5 separate regions of the Mus musculus genome follow, and regions 2, 3, 4 and 5 are each linked to region 1. Evidence: chromatin contacts called from public HiChIP or PLAC-seq and promoter capture Hi-C data. All regions are on one chromosome and are shown on one strand. Each heading gives the region's core, a stretch centred on a gene start, on an enhancer-like site or on the middle of the called end of the contact. The rest is flanking DNA. Distances are from core to core; before and after follow the strand shown. Region 1 holds the start of Atad5 (ATPase family, AAA domain containing 5). Region 2 holds the start of Supt6 (SPT6, histone chaperone and transcription elongation factor). Region 3 holds the start of Tmem97 (transmembrane protein 97). Region 4 holds the start of Spag5 (sperm associated antigen 5). Region 5 holds the start of Rpl23a (ribosomal protein L23A).

Region 1 (4,618 bases), core at 1,946-4,445:
AACAAAAAAATTCTTCAAAAGATTTTAAATAGTGACTGGAGAGATGGCACAGCAGTTAAGAGCACTGACTGCTCTTTCAGAGGTTTTGAGTTCAATTCCCAGCAACAACATGGTGACTCACAACCATCTATAATTGGATGCAATGCCATCTTCTGGTGTGTCTAAAGAAAGTGACAGTGTACTCACATAAAAAAAAAAAATAAGGGGCTGGTGAGATGGCTCAGTGGGTAAGACTGCTCTTCTGAAGGTCAAGGAGTTCAAATCCCAGCAACCACATGGTGGCTCACAACCATCCGTAAGGAGATCTGACTCCCTCTTCTGGAGTGTCTGAGGACAGCTACAGTGTACTTACATATAATAAATAAATAAATCTTTAAAAAAAAATTAAAAAAAAAATCTTTAAAAAAGAGAATTTAAATAGCTGGTCATGGTAGCACACACCTTTAATTCCCACACTCTGGAGTCAGATGCTGGGAGAGATCTAGACTGGTCTACAGAGCAAGTTACAGGACAGCCAGGGCTACATAGACCCTGTCTCAAAAGAACAAAAATAAACAGGAAACCAACCACCAAAAGTAAACATCTCTAAGTTATAGCTCCCCCCCCCTCCCCCCCCCCCCCCCCCCAGGCAGGGTTTCTCTGTATAGCTCTGGCTGTCCTGGAACTCACTTTGTAGACCAGGCTGGCCTCGAACTCAGAAATCCGCCTGCCTCTGCCTCTCTAGTGCTGGGATTAAGTTATGCTTCTCTTTTAAAATGTCAAAGTGCTTACGTGAAAGGCTGGATCATGTGGCTGTGTACAAGCACACACAGCACACACTCAGACACAAAATGTTTAGAGAGCAACTAAGAACGAAACCAGCAGGGGGCGCTCTGCTTGCTCTCACAGTCCAGCCCTGACAGCACAGACTAAGTGGAAATGTGGAACATAATGCATCAGGTACAATGGAAGCTCAGAAACCTTAAGTTTAAAGCACAGAATTTTGACTGAGGCAAAGCAGGTGTGCAGAGGTTCCAGGGACAGTTTTTTTTTTTTTTTTTGTTATTTGCTTTTTAAGTTGTTTTTGTTTTTTGAGATAGAGTTTCGTGGGGCTGAGGCTGGCCTCAAACATACTGTGCAGTGAAGAATAATCTTGAACTGCTGACCTTTCACCTCTACTTCCTAAGTGCTGTGATTATAGGTGTGTGCTACTATATCCGATTAGCCCCTGGTATATGTGTGTGTGTGTGTGTGTATGTATGTGTGTGTGTATATATGTGTGCTATGTATATGAATATTTTGCATGCATGTATGTTTCTGTACCCCATTCATTCAGAGTTTTTGTGCCTATGGAAGCCAAAAGAGGGCATCAGATCCCCTGGGCCTGAAGTTACCTATGGTTGTGAGTAGCCATGAACCTGGGCTCATGGTTTCCCAGTTAGGCTGGAGGCCGGGCCCCGTTGTCCTCCTATCTCTGCTGGTCTCAGAGCTGGCATTCCAGCCATACACACAATGCCCAGTGTGTTCCACGGGGCTGGGATGTTTTCGTGATTGTGCTGCAAGCTCTCTGATCCTCTGTGGCACTCCAACAACATTGACAGTCCACTTACTTGTTCTTATTTTTATTTATTTTTAAATTATGTGTGCAGTTGTGTGTCTGTCTGTGGGTATGTGGGTGTGTGTGAGTGAATACCTGTGAAGTCCAGAACACGGCATCAGATCTCCTGGAGCTGGAACTAAGGACTGTTGTGACCTACCTGACTTAGGTGCTGGCAACCAGACTCAGGTCCTCTGCAGGTGCAGTCTACGCTCTTTTTTGTTTGTTTGTTTTTTGTTTTGATTTTTTTTTTGAGACAGGGTTTCTCTGTGTAGCCCTGGCTGTCCTGGAACTCACTCTGTGGACCAGGCTGGCCACAAACTCAGAAATCCACCTGCCTCTGCCTCACAAGTGCTGGGACTAAGGCATGTGCCACCACTGCCCCAGCAGCAGTTAAATCTTTAACCACTGTGACTGGGTTTTACAAAGACTGTTTATAATGGTTAATTGTGGGCTGGGTGTGTAGCTCAGTAGCCCAGCCCATGCTTTCTGAGGCCTGAGAGATGACTCAGTTGTAAAGGGCTTTGTTGCTCTTGCAGAAGACCTTGGTTTGGTTTCCAGCATCCACAATGGTAGCTCAAAACTGCCTGTAATTCCAGTTCCATGTTCTCTTCTGGCCTCCAATATATACACACCAGGCAGTGGTGGCGCACGCCTTTAATCCCAGCACTTGGGAGGCAGAGGCAGGTGAATTTCTGAGTTTGATCTACAAAGTGAGTTCCAGGACAGCCAGGGCTATACAGAGAAACCCTGTCTCAAAAACAAACAAACAAACAAACAAACAAACAAGAAAAAATATATTTGTGTGTGTGATGTGTATAATATGTTCCTGTGGGTTAGTGCAGATGTACATACATACATGCAGAGTACAGAGATCAACATGAGGTGTCTTTTGGCTGCCTCTTTTCTTCCTTTTTTAGATTTTTCGTGATAGGGTTTCTCTGTGTAGCCTTGGCTGTCCTGGATTTCTCTCTGTATACCAGGCTGGCCTCAAACTGCTGGTCTGCCTGTTTCTGCTAACTCCAGAGTGCTGGAATTAATGGTGTGAGTGTGCCTCCGTTGCCTGGCTCCTCTATCTCTTTTTATCTTCTGTCTGTCTGTCTTTCTGTCAGTCAGTCTATCTACATATCTATCTATATAACGACAGAGTCTCTCGGCTGAAATGGAACTTTCTACGTAGTCTGGCCTCAAACTTAAAGATATCTGCTGCTCTGCCGTCCAAGTGCACCACCACTTCCTGGCTTCAAAAATATAATTTTAAGAATAGCTAAAGTCGCCGGGTAGTGGTGGCACACGCCTTTAATCCCGGCACTTGGAGGCCAGCCTGGTCTACAGAGTGAGTTCCAGGACAGCCAGGGCTACATAGAGAAACTCTGTCTTGAAAAACAAACAAACAAAAAGAACGGCTAAAGTCTAAGTTAATTCGGCCACCAAATGATTAGGTAATCTTAGACAAAACACGTCTTCAATAAGTCAAACTTTAACATGGAAGTGCGAATCTCTGAAATTCAACTAGATTCCTAATCTAAAATTGCTACAATCGCGCGCAGATTCGCCAAAGGAAGTAGTTTGTCCTTCGCGGCTCACCGTCTGCGCAGCCTCCGACAGCGGTCGTAGGCTCCGCCCCCTGCGCTCCGGACGGCGGGAAAACCCAATTGACAGAACTCCCGCCGAAGCCCCACTAGTCCGATCTGCGTTCTGTGGGGCTCGAGCGCTTATTCTGGAGAATCTGCCCCGGGGGCACCTTGTATTGTCCCGCCGCCACCTCGGGGCCTGAGCCCGGGCTTCCCGTACATCTCTGTCTGAGTCTGACTCGGCGGCCCTGGGCCCAGCCTCTCACTCGCGTCCGGCCGGTGGTCTCTACGAGACCCGAGACGGGCTCCCCGGCTCGCAGCTCGCTCCCACTGGACCTGCCGCCCCTATGGCCTCCAGCCAGGCTGGGCCGGACCTCTGAAGGGCCTAGGAGCCCGGGTTCTAGGAGGCAGAGATCATGGTGGGGGTCCTGAGCATGGCGGCGGCTGCAGCACCCCTTCCTGTGAAGGACTACGAGATTGAGGTGAGGATCCGTCAAGTTCCTTTCTGCCAGTGTTGGGGAATTGTGGCGTGAGGATGGGGGGAGTCCTGCGTGCTTCTGGGACGAGGAAGGAGGGACACGATGACCCACAGTCATAATTTTGTGTGGGATAGTTGCCTCAGTGTGCCGTGTAAAGCTCTCACAAAAGCGTTGGCATTTTAAGATATTTTCGGGCTGGTTGTTAAGTCAGGATTTGAAAACTACAGTTCCCGGGTCCTTGAAACGTTGGTGGAATAGCATGTCACCAAGGATTTCAGGGTCACTTTCTTTGTTCATGATGATGTGGGATCACAGAACGGCGAAGAAGATGAAGCTTTAAGTTCAGCTAGTCCCGTACTAATACCTGTCCTAGGAATTCCATTTAGAATGTCACTTAAATGGATCAAGTAAGGAACTTACCGTGACCGCAGAGCTTAATGTAATGTAGTTAAGAGTCTCAGTGACATGTAGGTGCTTAATATTTACCATGTTTTAGAGAATACACTAAGTAGAGGACAGTGCTTAATGTAGGAAGCCCTTGCTTTCTGAGAAAGAAAGAGAAATATATACTAAACAACTATAAAGATATTCTATGCCGTTTAGAAGTAGTTTTTAGGATCTTAAAGTACATCTCTGACCTACTTTTTCTTCTGTCATCATTACAGGCTTGTGCCTCTTCAGAGATGCTATGGTTTTTATACACCATATACCAGGCTAGCTTTCTGATGTGTTCTGGTGCCCTTAAAGTGAGCTAAGATGTGTATTCACTTAAATTCTAATTCTTAATTTTTATAATTAAGTAACTTTTTCAGCTACAGAATATTTATATTATTTACTGTGTAGCACAGCACATCTCAAATTCATCACCTACTCACCTCAGCCTGCTTATTCAGGGATCACAGGAATGCACCATTCACACCCCGTTAATCGAGTTTTTTTTTTTTTTAAAAGATTTATTTAAATGAGGACACTGTAGCTGTCTTCAGACA
Region 2 (4,755 bases), core at 1,634-4,133, 1.8 Mb before region 1:
AAAACAAAACAAAAAAAAAACCACAAAGCAAAAAGAAAAAAAACAAACAAACCCCTCCAAACCAACATCAGGTACAGTGGTAGATGTCTACAGCCCCAGCTACGTGGAGGCTAAGGAAAGAGGACTGCTCGGATCCAGGACTGATGGGCATTAGTTTGATCAGTATGATTATATTTTTAACTTTAACCTTTGGGGAGTGAGGAACTAGCAGTATGCCTAAGGAGAAGTAAGGCAGCCCACACACACCAAAGGCCAGTGAGACGACTCAGCCAGCAAAAATACCTGCCACTCAACTACGTATACAGGAGAACTACATAAAAATGCAGTCATTTTTCTAAGACTAAAAAGGAGCAGCTAGTTCAATAGAGTAAAATCCAAGAGCCAAGCATTAGCAACTGTACTAGTCCAGAGACTCGGAAATGAAAACAGAGTAACCATTGGATTTGGCCACCTAGTAGCTTCTGGTGTCCACAATAATTTTGGTGAGCAGTTCCAAGGAGAGTCAGATTGGTATTAACTAAAGTCCTGGTGAAAGGTAAGAAAGTTGAACTGGTATAAACTGAAACCTGACTATAGGATGAAAATCTTAAAATTAGGGTGCTGAAGCTATGCTTAGTAGTAACAGCACATGTTTATACTTCTAGCACTGGGGAGGCTGAGGCGGAGTGACCACAACTCCTACGTCAGCCTAGGCTACCTGTCAAGGAAGATGATGGCTGGAGTGGCCTTTCAGAGAGATTAGAACAGAATTTTGGTTTTGATTTTTTTTTTGGTTTTTTTTTTGGTTTGGTTTGGTTTGGTCTTTTCTGAAACATAGGATTTGGTGATTGATATTGGGAAATCATTGTGAGGAAGCCAGTGATCACACCCGACCCAGATGGTGATTACATTTATTAGGAACAAGAATATTGCTGGATGGTGGTGGCACAAGCCTTTAGTCCCCAGTACTCAGGAAGCAGATCTCTGTGGATTCAAGGACAACTAGAAAGAGTGATTCTGTCTTCAAAAACCAAAAAAAGAACTAGAGGGAGTAAATAAGCTTTGATTGGATTTTAGGACTGTTCTACTTTCTGGCTTGATATATCACTTGGTAAGTAAGATTAAGTTCATTTGGAGAGTGTTAATTCTTTGCCAGTCTAAGCTAGGCAGTGGTGGTGCATGCCTTTAATCCCAGCACTTGGGAGGCAGAGGCAGGCGGATTTCTGAGTTCGAGGCCAGCCTGGTCTACAGAGTCAGTTTCAGGACAGCCAGGGCTATACAGAGAAACCCTGTCTTGAAAAAAATAAAAACAACAAAAAATACTTTACCAATCTAATCTAGTCTAATCTAATAGTCACACAAGCCAACCAAATAAAATAAGCCTGTAGTGGTGGGACACTAGGCATGGAGAGGGGCTCTAAACTCGTGGTTGAAGGGAGAGCTGTTTTTGAGACAGGGTCTACAAATGCAACCAAAACGTAAATTCCATGATCCTCCTGGCTCAGCTTCTCCATTGTTGCTATAATTGTTTTGTAACTAAAACACTGAAGACTCACAAACTGTGAGTGTTCAACAATAGAACTAAACTTTTTCTCCCCAAAATTAATTAAATTCAACGACTTCCACACATTGTAGCATACTTCAATGCTGGGGAGGGGGACCAGGCTCCTCCCTTCCTACAGGTTTATGGGCAGTTAACGGTTGCTAGGGGGGAGGGGCTCATCATGAGATCCCACCAACCCTAAGGATCGATAGTAATTCATGGTTGCTGGGGGAGGGGAACATTTTCTTTAGGGTTGTAGCCCAGGCTTCTCTGAATACTTCTTCACCCATGTACTTGTAAACCACCATAAATTAACTAATTGAGGCATACACACACACACACACACACACACACAAATTAATGAAAGTAATAAGTAATGGAGGATTCTGAAGAAGGGGAGCAGCGGGAATGGAGTGGGGCGGGATGAAAAACAAATTACCCTATGACCTTTGTATTACCGTGTCTTTTCATGTAATTATTACAGGAGACCCGCCTCCTAAAGGAAAACAGAAATCGATTCTTTCTGTAATACAGAGGAACTGCTTTACTTAAGATACTCGAGTACCTGATGTCAAACAATACACATTTCTGATTTAACAACCAATTCTAATATTTATGATAGGTCTTTGGCAAGTGTTCGAGGAAATGAATTATACAAGATGGAAGGCTCCAGGTACTTAAGTATAAACTCGCATCTTTAGAAAGGATTAAGGGACTTGCCCATATGTGGAAAAAAAACCGTATAATTACTCAACATTTTGTAAAGAGCTAACATTCAGCACAGTACACCCGCCTCATGGCTGAACTCTCGAAAGCTCAGCAGGACCCAAACGCCGGACTAATTAATCCGATCACCTGATGCCAAGTAAAGAAACCCTTAGGTCTCTCTTCTAGTCCCAATTTTTTGCGTGGCCCAGATTCCAGACGCCGCGGAGAAGATGGGATCCCAGAAAGCCTGTTGATTCAAGAGGTAACCCCAGGTCACAGGTTCCGGGTGGTACCGCGTGGAGAAAGGGCTGGAGACTCTGAGCAATCACGGTACTTTCCTGTCCTTTTCCCCCCTGGCAGATCAGGGAAAGCCAGGGCCCCCTTCCTTCCCGCAGTGGGGCACCCCAAAGCTTCTTCCCTTACGGGACCAGGCCCCAGGAGTCTGGCTCGCCACCTGCGCACCCACACACGCAACACACTCTCCAGGCTGAGCGTTACCTGCTTGAAGGCCGCTGCTTCTCCGCTACGCTAAGCTCCCACCGAAGAAAATGGAGTCGCCGATCAGAGACTGCAAAAGGATAGTCCGGACCCACCGCAAGGGCCCTCCGCAGCCGCCGCCACCACCACCACCACCGTCGCCGCTGCTGCGTTAACGTAGTACGTCACCTCCGGCTCTCTGTCACTGGGAGTGGGAGGGTCATTTCCTGCTGTCTTTTCCCCTCCGGCGTCTAGGGCTTTGGTTCCGAGTCCGCGAACGCCTAAGGAACGCAGCCGCCACAGAGCACCCAGTACAAAGTGAGGTCCCGAAGGCCTCCCGGGCCAGCGTGTTCTTTAAGCCGCTCTCGCCAAAGGAACCATAAAGATTCAGGTTAAGGAGTCTTCTCTTCCATCTTGGCGTAGTTCTACCCTCGGCTTCCGGTTCCGGGGACGGGCCTAATTTTCTTGGATGATTAGTTCTCTCGGATCTAGGATGGCTGTCTTGTCGCTTCTGTTGTTGGGTGGTTTGTGGAGCGCTGTGGGAGCGTCCAACATGGCTGTCGTTACTTGCGGCTCCGTGGTGAAGCTACTCAATACACGCCACAATGTCCGACTGCATTCTCACGACGTGCGCTATGGGTCAGGTACAGAGGGGGACTCACCGCTCTGGGTGGGCTGCCTAGGCCGGGTGAGCCTAGAAGGGGCGGGGCCTCGGAGTCTGAGGGCGTGGTCTGGGAAAGTTAGCCGTGCCCTATTTCTTGAAGAGGACGACGAGTTGCCAAGGAAACTTAGTCCTAATGTTAGTTTCTGTTTGATGAGCTGTGGGCCAAACGTGTTACATATATACTTTCCGGTTTTTAACATTGTATTGAGGACAGATACTAAAGTTATTTTCTTAGGTGAGTAAATAGACCTAGAGATATTGCTCAAAGCCAGCTAGTGAATGATGGAGACAGGGTTTAATCCAAATCTGTGCAGGTTCAAAATCTTTCAGATTCCATGGGCTGCCACTATTTTGTGCTGGAGAGAGGAGCATTTAGAGCAAGACAACATAAGCTGAATCTCAGATTTTAAATGTCACCTATTTTTAGCTCATATTTTTTGACACTCTAACTTAGCAATAACTTTCTTGTAAAGAATTTAAGCATTGACAGACATTGCAGAGGAAAGTCTGTTTTTTATCATGTGCAATTAAAATACTCACTTATTCGTGGGCTCATTCATTTGGCCTAGATTTAAAGAGCACTTTTAGTGTGTCTCGTATTGTTCTAGATACAGGAAATACAGTAGTGAATCAAACAATAAAACAAGACTAATGGGCAGGCGTGGTGGCCTAGGTCTGTAATTGTAGCACTCAAAAGGTTGAAGCAGGATTGTAACTTCAAGATCAGCCTAGCCTATATAGTGGGGGCTGTCTCAAAACAACAGAAGTTCAAAGGCTGGTAATTACTTCAGTGTTAGAGTATTTGCCGAGCATACGGAAAGCTTCTGCCCCCACACTGGAGGAAATAAAGTCATGAAGTTCGACAGGAGGTGTACTTGTGATATAATTTGAATGATTGATGATGCTATTTGCTAGAAAGGAAGTGACCTTCTAAGATGGTTAGTCTGTTCACAACTCTCAGAACCTGTCTTACCAGTTTAGTCCAGGGAGTATGTAGTCTTTACATTCCTAACCACCTCATTCAGTAAACACCTACTCAGGCTTACTACATTCTTTTTTTTTTTTTTTTTCTTTTTCTCGAGACAGGGTTTCTCTGTGTAGCCCTGGCTGTCCTGGAACTCACTTTGTAGACCAGGCTGGCCTCGAACTCAGAAATCCGCCTGCTGCTGCCTCCCAAGTGCTGGGATTAAAGGCATGCGCCACCACTGCCCGGCAGTTTTACTACGTTTTAATTTAATGTTTCCTGCTCTGGCTCTACTAAATAAAAATGGAGTTAGGCTGGGCGGTGGTGGTAGAGCAGGAGGCATTTAGTCTTAATATTCTGGAGGCAGAGAGAGGCAGGATCTCTGAAGACAGCCACTCTACCTAGAGAATTTCAGACCAG
Region 3 (4,866 bases), core at 699-3,198, 1.5 Mb before region 1:
AAACAAGGGCTATGGGTAGCTCAGTATGCAAAGCCCTGGGTTTTATCTCCACTGCTACCAAACCCCAAAGAAACAGTGACTCCCCTTCTTCATGGCTATAGCTAGTGCAAAGTTTTGATGGCCTCTTTGTAGTTGTCAGGCCCTTCCGTGGCAGCAGGCTGACAGCACTCAAAGGTATCATGTCCTAATCCATGTCCAATAGGACCACAGGTGTACAGAAGGATGTTCAAAGGGGAGGTTTTCCTGGGTTACATGGTGGGCCCTCGTGAATTACAAGTGACCTTATAAAAGGCAGAGAGAGATGTGAATACAGATGAAGTGGCAATATGACGGATGACCTGCAGAGATTGCAGTGAAAGGGCCACAGCCAAAGAAAGGTCAGTGGGTAGACTGTGCGGCCTGAGTGTGATCCGCAGCTCTGCAAACCCAGCCACCTGGAAGAGGCAAGGAGTGTAGTCTACCTTTGAGCCTGAGACCGAACATTCTAAATTTCTAACCTCCGAGCAGCTTAAGCATAACGTTGGGGGTAAAGTAAGCCACTGCGTTTGTGACAATGTCTTAGAGGAGTGAAACAAATCAACTTAACTTGATAACACACTGGTTTTGGTGCTGGGATTTGAATCCAGGGCCTCGTGCATGCTGGCCAATGTTTTTACTACGGAGCCACAGCCTCAATCCCACAATCTTTTGAGTTTACAATCTAAAGCTGTAGCTACATGTCAGTTACAGCCTGGCCTGAGGTCCTCTTGCAATGGATTCAAATGAACTATTATTTTAAGGGGAAAAAAAAGTAGGATCCATAGGGCCCTCAACATGTCCACAGGCAGCCAGTCCTTGGGAAAGCAGCACCACAGACCGGTGCTCTTGCCACATGCTACCTACGGGTTTCCCCTGTAGATCAAAGGTCTTTGCAATCCCGTGGTTCCACAAACAAACCAAAAAGACTTAAGGGAGTGGGGGGTGACACTGCTGATGGTGTCACTCCTTAACTTTGTTGAGTAGGTGACAATTCCTGTGTCATGTCCTCTCAGAGAACACAAGGCACATGTCATTTTGCAGCCACCATTGAGAATTTACGGATTTAAGATTAAGAACTGCCCTGCAAAGAAGAAACATTTAAAGAGCATTTCAGCCATTTCAAACATTTAGGTGGATAAGTCCGTCAGTAGATTGGAGAGGCATGCTTAATCTTGACCTTAAAATCGGGTCAAAGAATGCTCTCCAAAGCGCAGGGAACGGTAGCTCATCTTCAAACAATTCAAAACTGACTTGGAAAAGCGACATTTCCTCAACTGCTCCTCAAGCTAGATCCAGACCCAGAAGGAGTGTATGAATGCCACGAGCACTAACCAAGGGCTAACCCTTCAGTCATTTTATTCTACTACGCAGGACTTTTTTTTCTTTCTCGGCTTACACTGGACTTTTAAAGTCCATCCAAACGCAATAGATTCAACACGTGACAGACACTGGTTCACCCAGGCAACTTCCCTCAGCCAACTGCCGTAGTTAAAACCATGGGAGCGAAACACACCCAGGCAAAGGTTTTGCAAAGGATTGGCGAGTACATGGGGCTCAAACCCAGGACCTCCTAGGCATGCGCCCTACCATTGGGTTGCACCCTCAGTTCCGCTCTGAAAAAAACAAAGCGGTGGTCAACGGCTGGGGACAGCCGGCTGGGGCCGAAGTCAGGCACGGAGCCAACAGAAATCAGGACGGCCACGTGGGGACCCCTGAGCCTCACCTCCTGCGGGTATAGTTCGGGCGGCAGCACCGCCTGCAGGTCGATGAACAGCGTGATGGGGATGTGCGAGACGAAGTAGAGGCCCAAGAGCCACTCGACACAGCGCCTAGCTGCCAGGGCCCCCATGTTCCCTCCTGTCCGTTGGGCTACGACTGGCAAGCCGGTGATAGAAGCCTGCTACGTGGTTAGAAGCCCCGCGCCCGAGCTGTGCCGTCCCGCCCCCGGCTCACACAGGCCGTACCTATTGGTCGAAGGGGAAAAACAGAAGCGGCTCGTGAGTGGGTGGAGGCCCTCGTGGCCCGCCCATATAGCGGGGCTATAGTTTGAATGATGGCCTACCTGTTGTTTCCATTGGCTGCTGGGAGTACCGCGTGAGGGGGCGTGGCTCTGAGCGGTCCACGTCGGCGGGTGCGCGTGTGCAGCCTCGGGCTGCGTGCGCTGGTCTTCCCTGTGCCACGAGTGTTTTATTCGCTGGGTTCTGTTCCGTATTGGGACCCCGGGCCAGTAAAACCAGAACCCGCAGTGGCAGTTTAGGAGCGCTGCGAGCCGGACTTTCCTGCTGGCTCCAAAATCACTGCTCAGCCCACAAATAATGATTTTATATGATGGACCCTGATAGGCCTGGGACAAGATGGGGGCTGCCATTCGATGAGAATAGGGAACACAGGACTTGGGTTCAAGGGAAAGGAAATTAAGTTTGTGCTTTGTATACACTGAGCAGGGTTAGGGCTTGGGTACTGCTAAGTATAGAGCATTTACTTAGCACTCAAGAAGGCCCGACTTCCATCTCTTGCACCATTTGAACCAGAGCCCCAAAGGGCCGGGTGTGGACAGAAATCTGTAAGGTCTAGGCCAGCCTGGTCTACAGGCAAGCTAGGGATACATAGAGCCTGTCTCAGACCAAACCAACCAACCAAAGAGACCTTGAGCAGGCAGGCGGGCAGTTGGATGAACTTGGTTTAGATTTGTGAGAGCATTTGAAGGTTAGAGAGCGAAGGGCATTAAGAGATCCTACAGAATCATAAGGGTCATGGGAGGAGATGACCAAGCGAATGATGGTCACAGGGAAGAATGGAGTAGCTGTGTCACGGTTGACACTGAGTGCTGTCCACCAGTACCAATGAGAAGTCCTATGGCTGGAGAGCAGTGTATTGGGAGGTAGGGAAATGGAGACAGAGTGTAGACAACTGGTCGGGAAGAGGTAGAGAAATGGACCCCACGTGTCCTTCTCTTTCTTTTGTATTCACTTTTTGAGACAGCCTCTCACTATGTAACCCTGTGACTGGCTGTGTAGACAAGGCTAGCCTGAACCTCACAGAGATTCACCCTGCCTCTGCCTTCCAAGTGCTGGAATTAAAGTCATAGGCACCATGCTTGCTCCAGTGTGCCCATTTCAGCAAAGGAGACTGGGATGTCTAAATGGGTTTGAAGTTTCTGCCCAGAGAAGTGAAGGAAAGTATAGCTAAGGGAAAGCAAAAATTAGGGTTAGGTAGGGTAGTCTGTGTGCCCAGTGGTAGCTACCATAGTACTAAGACAGAGGGGTTGGCGTTGCTGAGGTAGATGGCTCTCAGTGTTGGGTCTGCTCAGGAAAGCATTTTGGATGCATCAGGGAGAGGGTGGTCAGGAAGATAAAGGTGAGCCGAAGAAGGTGGACAAGTGGTTGACATAATAGACTGTGGGACCCAAGGACGACAGGGACAGATGAGGCAACAGGCACTGATAACTAGAAAGTAGAGAGGTAAATGACTTAGGCCCTGCTGAGCATGTCAGTGGGCCAGGAGTTTGGGGGTGTACTGTAAGATTTCTGGTGTCAGGATATTCTGCCTTCCAGGCCTGGCTGCAATGCTCTAGTGGGAGGATCTCTAGAGATGTGGTCAATGCCCAGAGAACCCAGTGCACTAAGGAAACAACAGAGGAAGGTGGGTGAGGGCAGAGCCAGGCATTACCTTCAGATGTGGCCTTGGAGAGCTGGGAGGCAGGTGACCTGGTTTCAAGGAATGTGGGAAATCAAACAGCTGTGGTAAGCTAAGCCCTAGACAAAGCCAGGTGCCAGTTTCTGAGGTGACTGCTGAGGGTGAGGAGAGCAGTGAGCAGGGTGGAGAGAGACACAGCAGCACAGCAGGGGCAAAGTCTGAGTAGATGCCATTTGAAAACATAGGTCTGCTTGCAGGTGGCTTGCTCAGGAGCTCAGGGACAAAGGACAAGTGTTCAGTGTCCAAAACTTTTTAGACATACTCCAAATCCCTCCTCCTTTCCCTCCCTCCCTCCCTTCCTTCTTTCCTTCCTTTATTTTATTTTCCCCATTAGTTTTTCAAGACAGGATTTCTCTGTGTAATCCTGGCTGTCCTGGAACTCTGTAGATCAGGCTGGCTCTGCTGAGTCCTGAATGGCCTAGGAAGGGACAGTATGACATGGTTTCCTGCCCCTGGAGCAGAGCCAGCAGAATGTGGCCTCCATGAGTATTGACAGTTGTTGGGTGTGAGGCTTGTTCATATATATATATATATATATATATATATATATATATATATAAAATCTTCATATTGCTCTTTGGAGAAATACTCTCCCTGCCAAGGTTATTGGTGAATGTCCTTTCTACCAAGGTTAATGATTCCATGATAATCAGAGACTATAAGTCTGTGTGACTCAGTGTGAGGGTAAGTCTATGTCCTTAGTAAAAATGGTAAGGCTGTGACCTTCAGGACAGTCCTAAGGCTGTGGAAAAGAACTCTGAAAACATGAGATCAAAAATTATATAATTTTGAAACTATGAAAACTATAAGGCTGTGATATGAATTATATGAGGGGCTTCACAGACCTAAAAGAACAGAGGCATCTGCACTGTGAGCCAGCGTGTCAGAAAGATACAAAGGCAGGCAGATTCCTGAGTTCAAGGTCAGCCTGGGACAGAGCAAATTGAAGCCCAGGTGTGCTGATCTCAGAGATGGATCCCACCCAGCTAGCTTATTGTCTGTGCTTACAAAGGCAGACAGATCTCTGAATTCCTTTGCAATGTTAAGACAAATGCGCTTGCTTTTTCCTAGGGGTCAAGGGGCTAAAGTCAAAAAATGCTGATTGGTGGTATAATCACAAGGGAACATGGGGTGGATGACTGAATTGATCTA
Region 4 (4,342 bases), core at 1,687-4,186, 1.8 Mb before region 1:
GTCTCAAAAAAAAAAAAAAAAAAAAGAAAGAAAGAGCCAATCTTAGATATATATGTTTATGCATCAAAGTATCTTTAAGAAAAAAATGTGTATATTAACAAAATTAGTCTGTGTGTACATACATATGTTTATACAAAAGTTTATACATATAATCGATCATTTCCTGAGGATAGAATTGGTCTATCTTTAATTCATCTTTGCATTTATTGTTTTGACCAAGGTGTTACAGTATTTTCCATCCTATCTCATCCTCCCTATTCATATTTGTTACTAGTAGCACACTACTGTCTTTGTATGAGCACAGCTGGAATCTCACATGCCAACTACCACAAGGCCTAAGCATTCCACACACATTGTTTGTGTGATACAAACTTTTGCTAACCTTTATTTACCTGCCTGGACTTTTCCGACACTATCCACTATTTATTTGCTGGGTCTTTTTGATGGACCATGTATTAGTCAGGGTTCTCTAGGGTCACAGAACTTATGGAATGTCTTTATATATTTAAAGGGAATTTATTGTAATGACTTACAGTCTGCTGTCCAACTAACCCAACAATGGGCAGCTGTGAATGGGAAGTCCCAATATCTAGCAGTTGCTCAGTCCCACCAGGCTAGTTGTTTCAGCTGGTCTTCTGTCTAAGCTGGAATCCTGAAGAAGTAAGTAGGGTCCAGATGTCCTGGCAAGTGAGTGTAAAGCTGCAAAGCCTTTCCCTTCTTCCATTGTCCTTATTTAGGCCTCCAGCAGACAACTTGGCCCAGATTAAAGGTGTGTACCACCACGCCTGGACCTGGAACTTGCTTTGCCCCAGGCTGACTTTGAATTCAGAGATCTGCTTGCTTTAGTCTCCTGAGATTAAAACTATACACTACCTTGCCTGGGCCTCAAGGTTTTCATGACCACTATGCCTCAAGATCCAGGTCAGAAGCCTGTATTTTCCAGCCTCAAGATCTGGATCATGGGTGTGCCCTCCATTTCTGGATTGTAGTTCATCCCAGACGTAGCTGGCAACCAGGAACGGCCACCTCAGACCACAAATACTCTTGGGGTACCTTTTGCTGAACCTTGGACAATTCCAAGCTCAAAAGCATTCTCAGGACTCTGAGGCAGAAGGATTGCCGAAAAATTGAGGCCAGCCTAGGCTAAAGAGAGATCCTGCCTCAAAAAAGGAAAAATCACTCTATTGGAAGAGCAGTTGCTTGGTAGAGCACAAACTTAGCATGTTCTAGGCCCTGGGACTCTTATCTTCGGCACTACCCACCTATCTTGTCTCCCCCTGTTTTTATTCAAGCAGTTTTTCTAAAGCCTACAGACTGGTACTGTTTGTCTCTAGAGTAGCAGTGTTCAATAGAAGTATAATGAATGCACTCAGGAGGCAGAGGAAGAGCTGAAAGGAGCCCGATCTATACCACCAGAGACTAGCTTAAAACAAAACAAAAAGACATGTATGATTTTAATCCTAGTACCCAGGAGGTAGAGGGCCAGTGGGTCTCTTTATGAGTTCAAGGCCAGCTTGATCTGATTTCCAGGGTAGCAACAAGTACACAGAGAGACCCTGTCACAAAGAAGAAATGAAACACAAGTTAGTATAACTTATATGTCTGTACATGTTCATGTACCTGTCTACCTGCTTGCTCACATGTGTAGGGCTTTGTGGAACCAGAGGTCAACATTACATATTTTTTTCAATCACTCTAGACTTTATCTTTCAAGACATTTTCTGTTATTGAACCCAGAACTCACTGATTCATTAGACTAACTGAGCAGCAAACCCCAGGGGATCCTCTCATTTCTGCCTCAGCCCCCATGTTGTTAGGAGAACAGGCAAAAACTGCTGCACCCAGCCCTTTTTTTTTTTAACAGGATCTATGTAGCCCTGGCTGTCTTGGTACACACTGTGTAAACCATCCTGGCCTCGAACTCACAGAGATCCACCTGCTTCTGCCTCTTCAGTGTTGAGATTAAAAGTGTGCACCACCATGCCCGGCTTTTTATTGGGTATTGGAGATCCAAATTCAGGCCCTCAAGCTTTCCTGACAAGCTCTAAGATGGAGTCATTGCCCCATTCTTCCCCTTACATAATTTTAAAATTGTCACCCATGTTCAAAAGGTTTAAAACAAGAAATTTTAATATATTTTATTTAACCTAGCATATCTAAAAATATTTCAGTATGCAATTAACATTAAAAAAATAGTTTTTCCATACAAGGTCTGAAATGCAATGTGCATTTCACACCTGTATTATATTCCCATTTGAAGAATTCAGAGCTACATGCAGCCCGCAGAAAGTTACTGACCAGTACAGTTCCTGATGGGCGCGCATACCCTGACAGAACCCTACAGTTTCTAACATTAAAGCTCTTCTTTGGTTCTCTTCTTTTTCTTCATACATTAACACTTCTAAATTGGCCTGTGATTTCATCATTCAAGAGGCTGAGGGCCAGGCAGTGGTGGTGTGGGACACGCTGTTTGTGTGTGTGAGAGTGTGTATGTGTGTGAGAGAGTTAGTTATTAATATAGCAAGCACTTGAAACAGATCACCATAAATGCACAGTAAAGTAAATATCAACTATTATTCTAGTGATCTTGTTACAGTAGGCTCCGAGGTTAGACACAAGAAAGGCCCAGAAATTCTGAAGAGGCGGTTACCTGAAGGCCGAAATTGGGCACTTAGGAACTCCCTCTGGCCGTTATGAAACTGGCACCTATGCCTGGACAGCCCAACCCTGGGGGAAGTGCGGCTCACTCGGTAACCGGGGGAACGGAGCCACTGAAACAGGACTCCACGACTCTCCAGCAGCCCACAGACACACCAGCCTGCCAGATGGGTGCTTCAGTGGAGGCGTTAGGCTGAGCGGCTCGTGGGGGCGTGACGCGCGCAGGTCCCGCCCACCATACGTACCGCGGCCCCGCAGCCAATCCCGAAGTGCGTATTGGGTTCAAATAGAGGCGGCGGGTGAAAGTGGCCATTTCGACTTGGTCTGGTTAAGTGATCGAGTTGAAAATGTGGAGGGTGAAAACACTGAATCTCGGTTTGTCGCCTTCGCCCCAAAAGGTGAGGAGAGAACTCCGGCAGACAGGGCGCTACCTGGGCGGGGCCGGGCGGGGCCGAGGCCGGTGAAGTCCGGCTCCGGACGAAGTGGGGCAGCGGGAGGCATTGTCCGCCCCGGCCTAGCGGTTGTGGGAAAACACTCCGGGAGGCCGAGACCAGCTTTCCTCACACTCGCTTTCTCTCTCAGGGGAAGCCAGCTATGAGTACTCCTCTCCGAGAGCTTAAACTACAGCCCGAGGCCCTCGCCGATTCAGGGAAAGGTCCCTCTATGATCTCCGCGCTGACCCCATACCTGTGCAGGCTGGAGCTGAAGGTGAGATTTTTAGCTTCACAACTGGGCTGTTTGCCCAGGCTCAGATGCTCAGAGGAACAGAGGGCCAAAGCTGGAACGTAATTAATAACGATAATGAAGTCTTCCACTTCCGTGACATCCATTTACAGCTATTCAGGCCAACAGAGAGGTGCCCTGGGGTGGTTAAAACGAATCCACTGAGAACCCACACCTCTATTTAGCTGGGTTCGATTTTTTTTTTTCTTTACCTCTTTTCTTGTTTTTGACCTATACCAAATTCCCGAGAAATACTGGCACATTTATGGAGAGATCTGTCTCCAAGAGTTGAAACCATATCCATCTATCCTATGGGGTAGTTAGAATTTTCCTGTATCCAATACTTTAAACTATTACCTTGCAGAATTGCCTATATTGAGCTGTACCTTTTAGTTAGAAGGTTTTCTATTGTTACTGTTACTATTATTGTTGTTTTGGGTTTTGTTTGTTTGTTTTTGTTTTTGTTTTTTGAGACAGAGTTTCTTTGTGTAGACCTGGCTGTCCTGAAACACTTTCTGTAGACCAGGCTGGCCTGAAACTCAGAGATCTGCCTACCTCTGCCTCTCCAGTTCGGAGATCAAGGGTGCCAGCCACCACTACCACCACTCAGCTTCTTTTCTACTTTTAGATTTTTTTTTTAATGTTTTAGATTTTTTTTTAATTACTTGTCAAATGACTTAAGAGAAATAGTACAAACTGCTTTTGTAAAACTTGTCAAGAGAGGAGTTTGACCCACTGGGTTCTTTAAAGACATTTTGTAGAACTTACTTGGGAAATTGTCCTGAAGAAATTGCTATCATTTCCTCTTCCTATAGGGAGAACCAGGAAGCCTACCATTCTTTCAAAATATGAAAGTTTGCTTTTTTTTTTCTTTGACCATGATTTTGTTATTTTATGGTGCTGGGTATTAAACCTAGGTCTTTGTGCTTGCTAGATGGATACTACACTACTACTAAACTAT
Region 5 (4,868 bases), core at 1,669-4,168, 1.9 Mb before region 1:
GCCTGTAGCAGGGAAGGAATTCTTGTAAAGCTTGTCCTTTGAGCCTGTGATGGAGCAGTGTCCCAGGAGAACCAACACCTGTCTATAATAAATGACCCTGGTACTGAGCTAGCATGGGGACTGCATCATCATGTGTCCCCATTGGGTTAAGCAAATCAAGTCTTAATTGCTCAGAGCTGAGAAAGCCCTGGGTTTGATCCCAGCACCCACCCCGCAGCATGGCCTTGTCCCCAGCCCAACTAGAAAGCGACAAATGACAAGCAGCATTATTTATGGTGAAAAAAGTATATATTTAGAATTAGCCATCTGGACTCAGTTTAGATGATCCCAATCTGAAAAACAAAACAAAACGGAGCTGAGTTACTGGAGCTGAATTCCTTAAGGTTAAGTGTGCTGGGAGGACAGGACAGGGAGGGCGGGGCTTGTTAGAGAGTGCAGTCAGATTTGCTGTTGATGCAGCATCTAAACAGAGAAATGATTATGCTTACCTTGTTGGCAACATCTAGGGCATCATAATCAGGAGCCAAGCGAACATACGCCTTCTTCTCTCCGTCGGGCCTGTGTGGAGAAGGAAGCCTCAGAGTTAGATGCTCACAACCCCTGCCCTTCCCACACCCTTCCCATATCCCTCCTCAGCATCAGTGGTTCCTTTGTTGGTGTCATTCTTTTCCAAACATTGAGTTTTCCATCATTTGCACAGAGCTTAAGTAAAGGCCCACAAGCTTTCTGATCTCTGCCTGGCCCAACTCACCTTATCAGGGTATTGACTTTGGCCACATCGATGTCATAGAGTTTCTTGACAGCCTGTTTGATCTGATGCTTATTGGCCTTGACATCCACAATGAACACAAGAGTGTTGTTGTCCTCTATTTTCTTCATGGCTGACTCCGTGGTCAGTGGGAATTTGATGATAGCATAGTGGTCAAGCCTAGGGAGAGATGGGAGAGGAAAATGGAGTTAGCTGCCCTGGTGCCAGCATTCAACACATGGTTTACTTTAGAACCAGACTAGGAAAGAATAGGTGCATCAGACAATAGATCACAATCATCTTTATCAGACTTTGGTCGCTAAATAATGTCATCACATGCACCCAAACCACTATGGGCTCAACTTCCCATTTACAGTCAAATCCTGTATATTCTCTTGACTAAAGAATCAAGTTTAATTTATGCATTTATCCACTGGAGTTCCACATTTACTATTATGAGACCAGATCAAATAAATAACTATAGAGAAAATTGTGCTCAATTGCTAGAGGTTGGCTACACCCCAAGAGTGTAGTTGAGGCAGGGGCTCACAATACAGCACAAGCTAGCCTGAAATCCAAGAGCCACACTCACTCACACCCGCCCCTCTGATCTGAGACATGAACCCCAAGATGACCTTGGACTTGAGATTCTCTAGCCTCCACCACCCAGCATTACAGAATAACCACCAAGCATGGTGAAAACAATGCAACTCTAAAATTGGCCTTGAGCTATCAGGAAACAACTTTTTCTTAAGATTCTGAAAAGCCAAGTTTTTACTTATGCAACTGCCAAGTAATGACTCAAAAATTCTAGGTACAAATAGGCAATGAATTGTGTCTGGTGAGTACTTCCCCCATAGACAAAACACTTTTCAGTAAGCATTCTCTCAAACTTCCTTTGAGTAGCGTCAGAATTTGATCAATTAAGTGTCTTTCAGGCTGGAGAGATGGCTCATCTGTTGAGAACACTGACTGTTCTTCCAGAGGTCCTGAGTTCAATTCCCAGCAACCACACGGTGGCTCACAAATGTCTGTAGTGGGATCCGATGCCCCCTTCTAGTGAGTGTATCTGAAGACTGCTGCAGTGTACTCATGTAAATAAAAAAACAAATAAATCTTAAAAAAAAAAGTGTGTTTCATAACACTATTCGAAGGCCATCACTCCCCAATTGGACATCTTAATCAACACTCTCCTGTGTTCCAACAAGTCCCCTATCACTTGGAACCAAGATAAGCAACATCTCTTTGAAGTCAACTTTCAAACACTGACTAAATAACCTCACACTTCCACCGCACCAGCTCCTTCAACAATTGTGTTTTATAAGGGAAGCTACGTTAAGAACTCCTAATGCCCTACTACATGCTACTGGGTCCAGGGTCCCTACTGACTTGTTTCTCCTGGGCGCACTCTTCCGAGGATATTTTGGCTGCCTCCGGAGCCGCAGGGTCTTGGGCCGCCGGAAGGTGGGTGACGTTCGGATCTTCTTCTTTTTGTGGCTGTGGACGCCTTTCAGCACCGCCTTCTTAGCTTTCAAGGCCTTCGCTTTGGCTTCGGCTTTGGGAGGGGCAGGAGCTGGGAGAGGACAATTAAAATTAAGTGTGGCATTCGTAAAGTGACCCCTTCCGGCCGTCCTGCCAGCATGTGCATCAGTGGTTCCTTTGAAGACATCACAGGTCTCAGGAGACTTCAGATTTTTTCCATCATATGCACGATACCACAGGCAAAGATAATTAACCCGTTGTACCATCACGTGGGTGCGTATAACCCCATTTAACGTGGGGAAAGGGCGAATAAGGACTACTTTTAATCCCTTATAGGTCTGGAGACCCGGAGCGCCACCCTGTGGATGTTAAGGAGCTTCCCAAAGTCAAATGCTTGGCCATCAGTGGCGGCCGCTGCCGGCCCGGTGGCTTTGCCAATCCCCTGCACTGGAACCAGCCCATGCGGCTTGGCCCACGCGGTCCTCATACCCCGCAGCGGGGCCTAGTCGCGACAGTAGCCACAGAACAAGCCCCCCATGGCTTAGCCGGGCATTCTTCTTCCCCGCGAGTTCGCTCTGCGGGTATCCAAGACCGACCTGACAGATTCCCATACCGCAACATACCTTCCTTCTTCGCTTTCGGCGCCATCTTGGCTGAAAAGGATGGCCCAGCCCAATTCCCATGAGCTTATAGAATGGAGGCTCATAAAAGTCTCGCGATAGCTTATATATAGCACTGATTGGATGAACTGTAATATGAGGCTTCTTGGGAATTGTAGTTCCATTTAATTCCCTAGAGTGGGAGACCAAGCATGCGCCACCTTTCCCTTTGAAAGGGCTTCTTGGGAAATGTGGCGTTTTTTGGTTTGGTTTAGTTTGGTTTTCCGACACAGGGTTTCTCTGGGGGAATTGTAGGTTTTGGCTTTTTGTTTTTGTTTTTTTCTAAAGATTTATTTACTTTATGTATATGAGTACACTGTAGCTGTACAGATGGTTGAGTCTTCATGTGATTGTCAGGAATTAATTTTTTTGTTGTTTGTTTTCTTGTTTTTCGAGACAAGGTTTTTCTGTGTAGATTGGCTGTCTTGGAACTCACTCTGTAAACCAGGCTGACCTCAAACTCAAATCTGCCTGCCTCTGCCTCTGCCTGCGGAGTGCTGGGGTTAAAGGCGTGCGCCACCACTGCCCAGCATGAATTGAATTTTTGGGAACTCTGCTCACTCCAGTCGGCCCCGTTTGCTCTCTGGTCCAAAGATTTATTTTATTTATTATTATACTTAAGTACACTGTAGCTGTCTTCATTTGTTCCAGAAGAAGGTGCCAGGTCTCATTACCGGTGAGCTATCATGTGATTGCTGGGATTTAAACTAATGACCTTCAGAAGATCAGCCAGTGTTCTTACCCTAGGGTCCCTAGGTTTTGGTTTGGTTTTGTTCTGTTCTGTTTTGTTTCGTTTTGAGTTGTTCTTTTCGAGAGAGGGTTTCTCTTTCTCTAGTTCTGGCTGTCCTGGAACTCACTCTGTAGAGGAGGCTGGCTTTGAACTCACCAAGATCTACATACTTCTGACTGCTGAGTGCTTGGATTAAAAGGCCTGTGCCAACACTACGTGGCCTGAGTTGTAGGTTTTTTTTGTTGGTTTGTTTGTTTGTTTTTTGTTTGTTTTTTGAGACAGGGTTTCCCTTTATAGCTCTGACTGTCCTGGAGCTCATTTTGTAGACCAGGCTGGCCTCGAACTCAGAAATCCGCCTGCCTCTGCCTCCCGAGTGCTGGGATTAAAGGCGTGCGCCACCACGTCCGGCTTGAGTTGTAGTTTTTAAAAGAAAAATGTTTATTCCCCTAGGTCTAAAACAGTGGGTGGTTATAGCATCTGGTAGCTGTGTTAAGGTCCTTAAAATTTCAGTTCGTGAGCAATTTCTAGTCTTAGGGAAGAAGTTTGCAGTGTCAGAAGCCTATAACAGTACCAACTGGGAAGAATACAGTTTAAGGGATTAGAAGGACTAGAAGGACGGTCAACACTTAAGATCATGTAGTTCGGGCTGGTGAGATGGCTCAGTGGGTAAGAGCACCCGACTGCTCTTCGGAAGGTCCAGAGTTCAAATCTCAGCAACCACATGGTGGCTCACAACAATCCGTAACAAGATCTGACTCCCTCTTCTGGTGTGTCTGAAGACAGCTACAGTGTACTTACATAAAATAATAAATAAATCTTTAAAAAAAAAAAAAAAGATCATGTAGTTCTCTTTCAGAGGACCTGGTTGGATTCCCAGAAGTCATATCTCTGTGGACACCTGTACTTATGTGCACATACCCGTACACAAACTTATTATAAAGGATTTTTAACAGAGGCAGGCAGATTTCTGAATTCGAGGCCAGCCTAGACTGCAGAGTGAGTTCCAGGACAGCCAGGGCTATACAGAGAAACCCTGTCTTGAAAAAAACAAAAAAAGAAAAAAAAAAAAAAAAGGATTTTTAAGCCAGATGTGGATTATACACACCTTTATTCCCAGCAGTTCAAGCCCAGGTTGGTCTACATAGCAAGTTCCAGGACAGCCAAAGCTACATAGAGAGATCCTGTTCCAAAAACAAAACAAACAAGCAAAAACAAAACCCAAGCCGGGCGTGGTAGCCCACGCCTTTAA

Evidence for each region. Promoter capture Hi-C pulls out the DNA fragments that hold promoters and counts their contacts. HiChIP or PLAC-seq counts read pairs in DNA pulled down with a chosen protein or histone mark.
Region 2: a contact with region 1 is called in an H3K27ac HiChIP or PLAC-seq map of thymic regulatory T cells, with 6 times the contacts expected there. The contact joins the promoter of Supt6 here to the promoter of Atad5 in region 1. A contact is called at or near these places in 2 of 39 promoter capture datasets (the C10 cell line and embryonic stem cells) and 1 of 115 datasets of contacts at active chromatin or transcription factors (thymic regulatory T cells).
Region 3: a promoter capture Hi-C map of liver shows a contact between it and region 1, with 2.7 times the contacts expected there. The contact joins the promoter of Tmem97 here to the promoter of Atad5 in region 1.
Region 4: a contact with region 1 is called in a promoter capture Hi-C map of the C10 cell line, with 4 times the contacts expected there. The contact joins the promoter of Spag5 here to the promoter of Atad5 in region 1. A contact is called at or near these places in 4 of 39 promoter capture datasets (the C10 cell line, cranial neural crest, maxillary cranial neural crest and 1 more) and 1 of 115 datasets of contacts at active chromatin or transcription factors (large pre-B cells).
Region 5: a contact with region 1 is called in a promoter capture Hi-C map of pre-B cells, with 2.4 times the contacts expected there. The contact joins the promoter of Rpl23a here to the promoter of Atad5 in region 1. A contact is called at or near these places in 3 of 39 promoter capture datasets (the C10 cell line, embryonic stem cells and pre-B cells) and 1 of 484 Hi-C or Micro-C datasets (B cells).

The regions. Positions count from the first base shown.
Region 1 is chr11:80,086,205-80,090,822 of GRCm38.p6, forward strand. Atad5 (ATPase family, AAA domain containing 5) reads left to right here and starts at 3,196. Exons shown (of 23, transcript NM_001029856.2): 1 at 3,196-3,632. The coding sequence starts at 3,567.
Region 2 is chr11:78,242,820-78,247,574 of GRCm38.p6, forward strand. Supt6 (SPT6, histone chaperone and transcription elongation factor) reads right to left here and starts at 2,884. Exons shown (of 37, transcript NM_009297.2): 1 at 2,729-2,884. Sdf2 (stromal cell derived factor 2) reads left to right here and starts at 2,927. Exons shown (of 3, transcript NM_009143.3): 1 at 2,927-3,351. The coding sequence starts at 3,177.
Region 3 is chr11:78,548,787-78,553,652 of GRCm38.p6, forward strand. It overlaps Tmem97 (transmembrane protein 97), which reads right to left and starts at 1,949. Exons shown (of 3, transcript NM_133706.2): 1 at 1,742-1,949. The coding sequence starts at 1,867.
Region 4 is chr11:78,298,655-78,302,996 of GRCm38.p6, forward strand. It overlaps Spag5 (sperm associated antigen 5), which reads left to right and starts at 2,937. Exons shown (of 24, transcript NM_017407.3): 1 at 2,937-3,056; 2 at 3,241-3,366. The coding sequence starts at 3,006. It overlaps Gm3948 (predicted gene 3948), which reads right to left and starts at 2,857. Exons shown (of 4, transcript NR_166889.1): 1 at 2,651-2,857; 2 at 1,468-1,556.
Region 5 is chr11:78,180,666-78,185,533 of GRCm38.p6, forward strand. Rpl23a (ribosomal protein L23A) reads right to left here and starts at 2,919. Exons shown (of 5, transcript NM_207523.2): 1 at 2,854-2,919; 2 at 2,138-2,321; 3 at 752-928; 4 at 489-558; 5 at 270-332. The coding sequence starts at 2,878. The coding sequence ends at 318. Snord42b (small nucleolar RNA, C/D box 42B) reads right to left here and starts at 2,448; the gene lies at 2,394-2,448. Tlcd1 (TLC domain containing 1) reads left to right here. Exons shown (of 4, transcript NM_026708.2): 4 at 1-155. It overlaps Snord42a (small nucleolar RNA, C/D box 42A), which reads right to left and starts at 681; the gene lies at 637-681. It also overlaps Snord4a.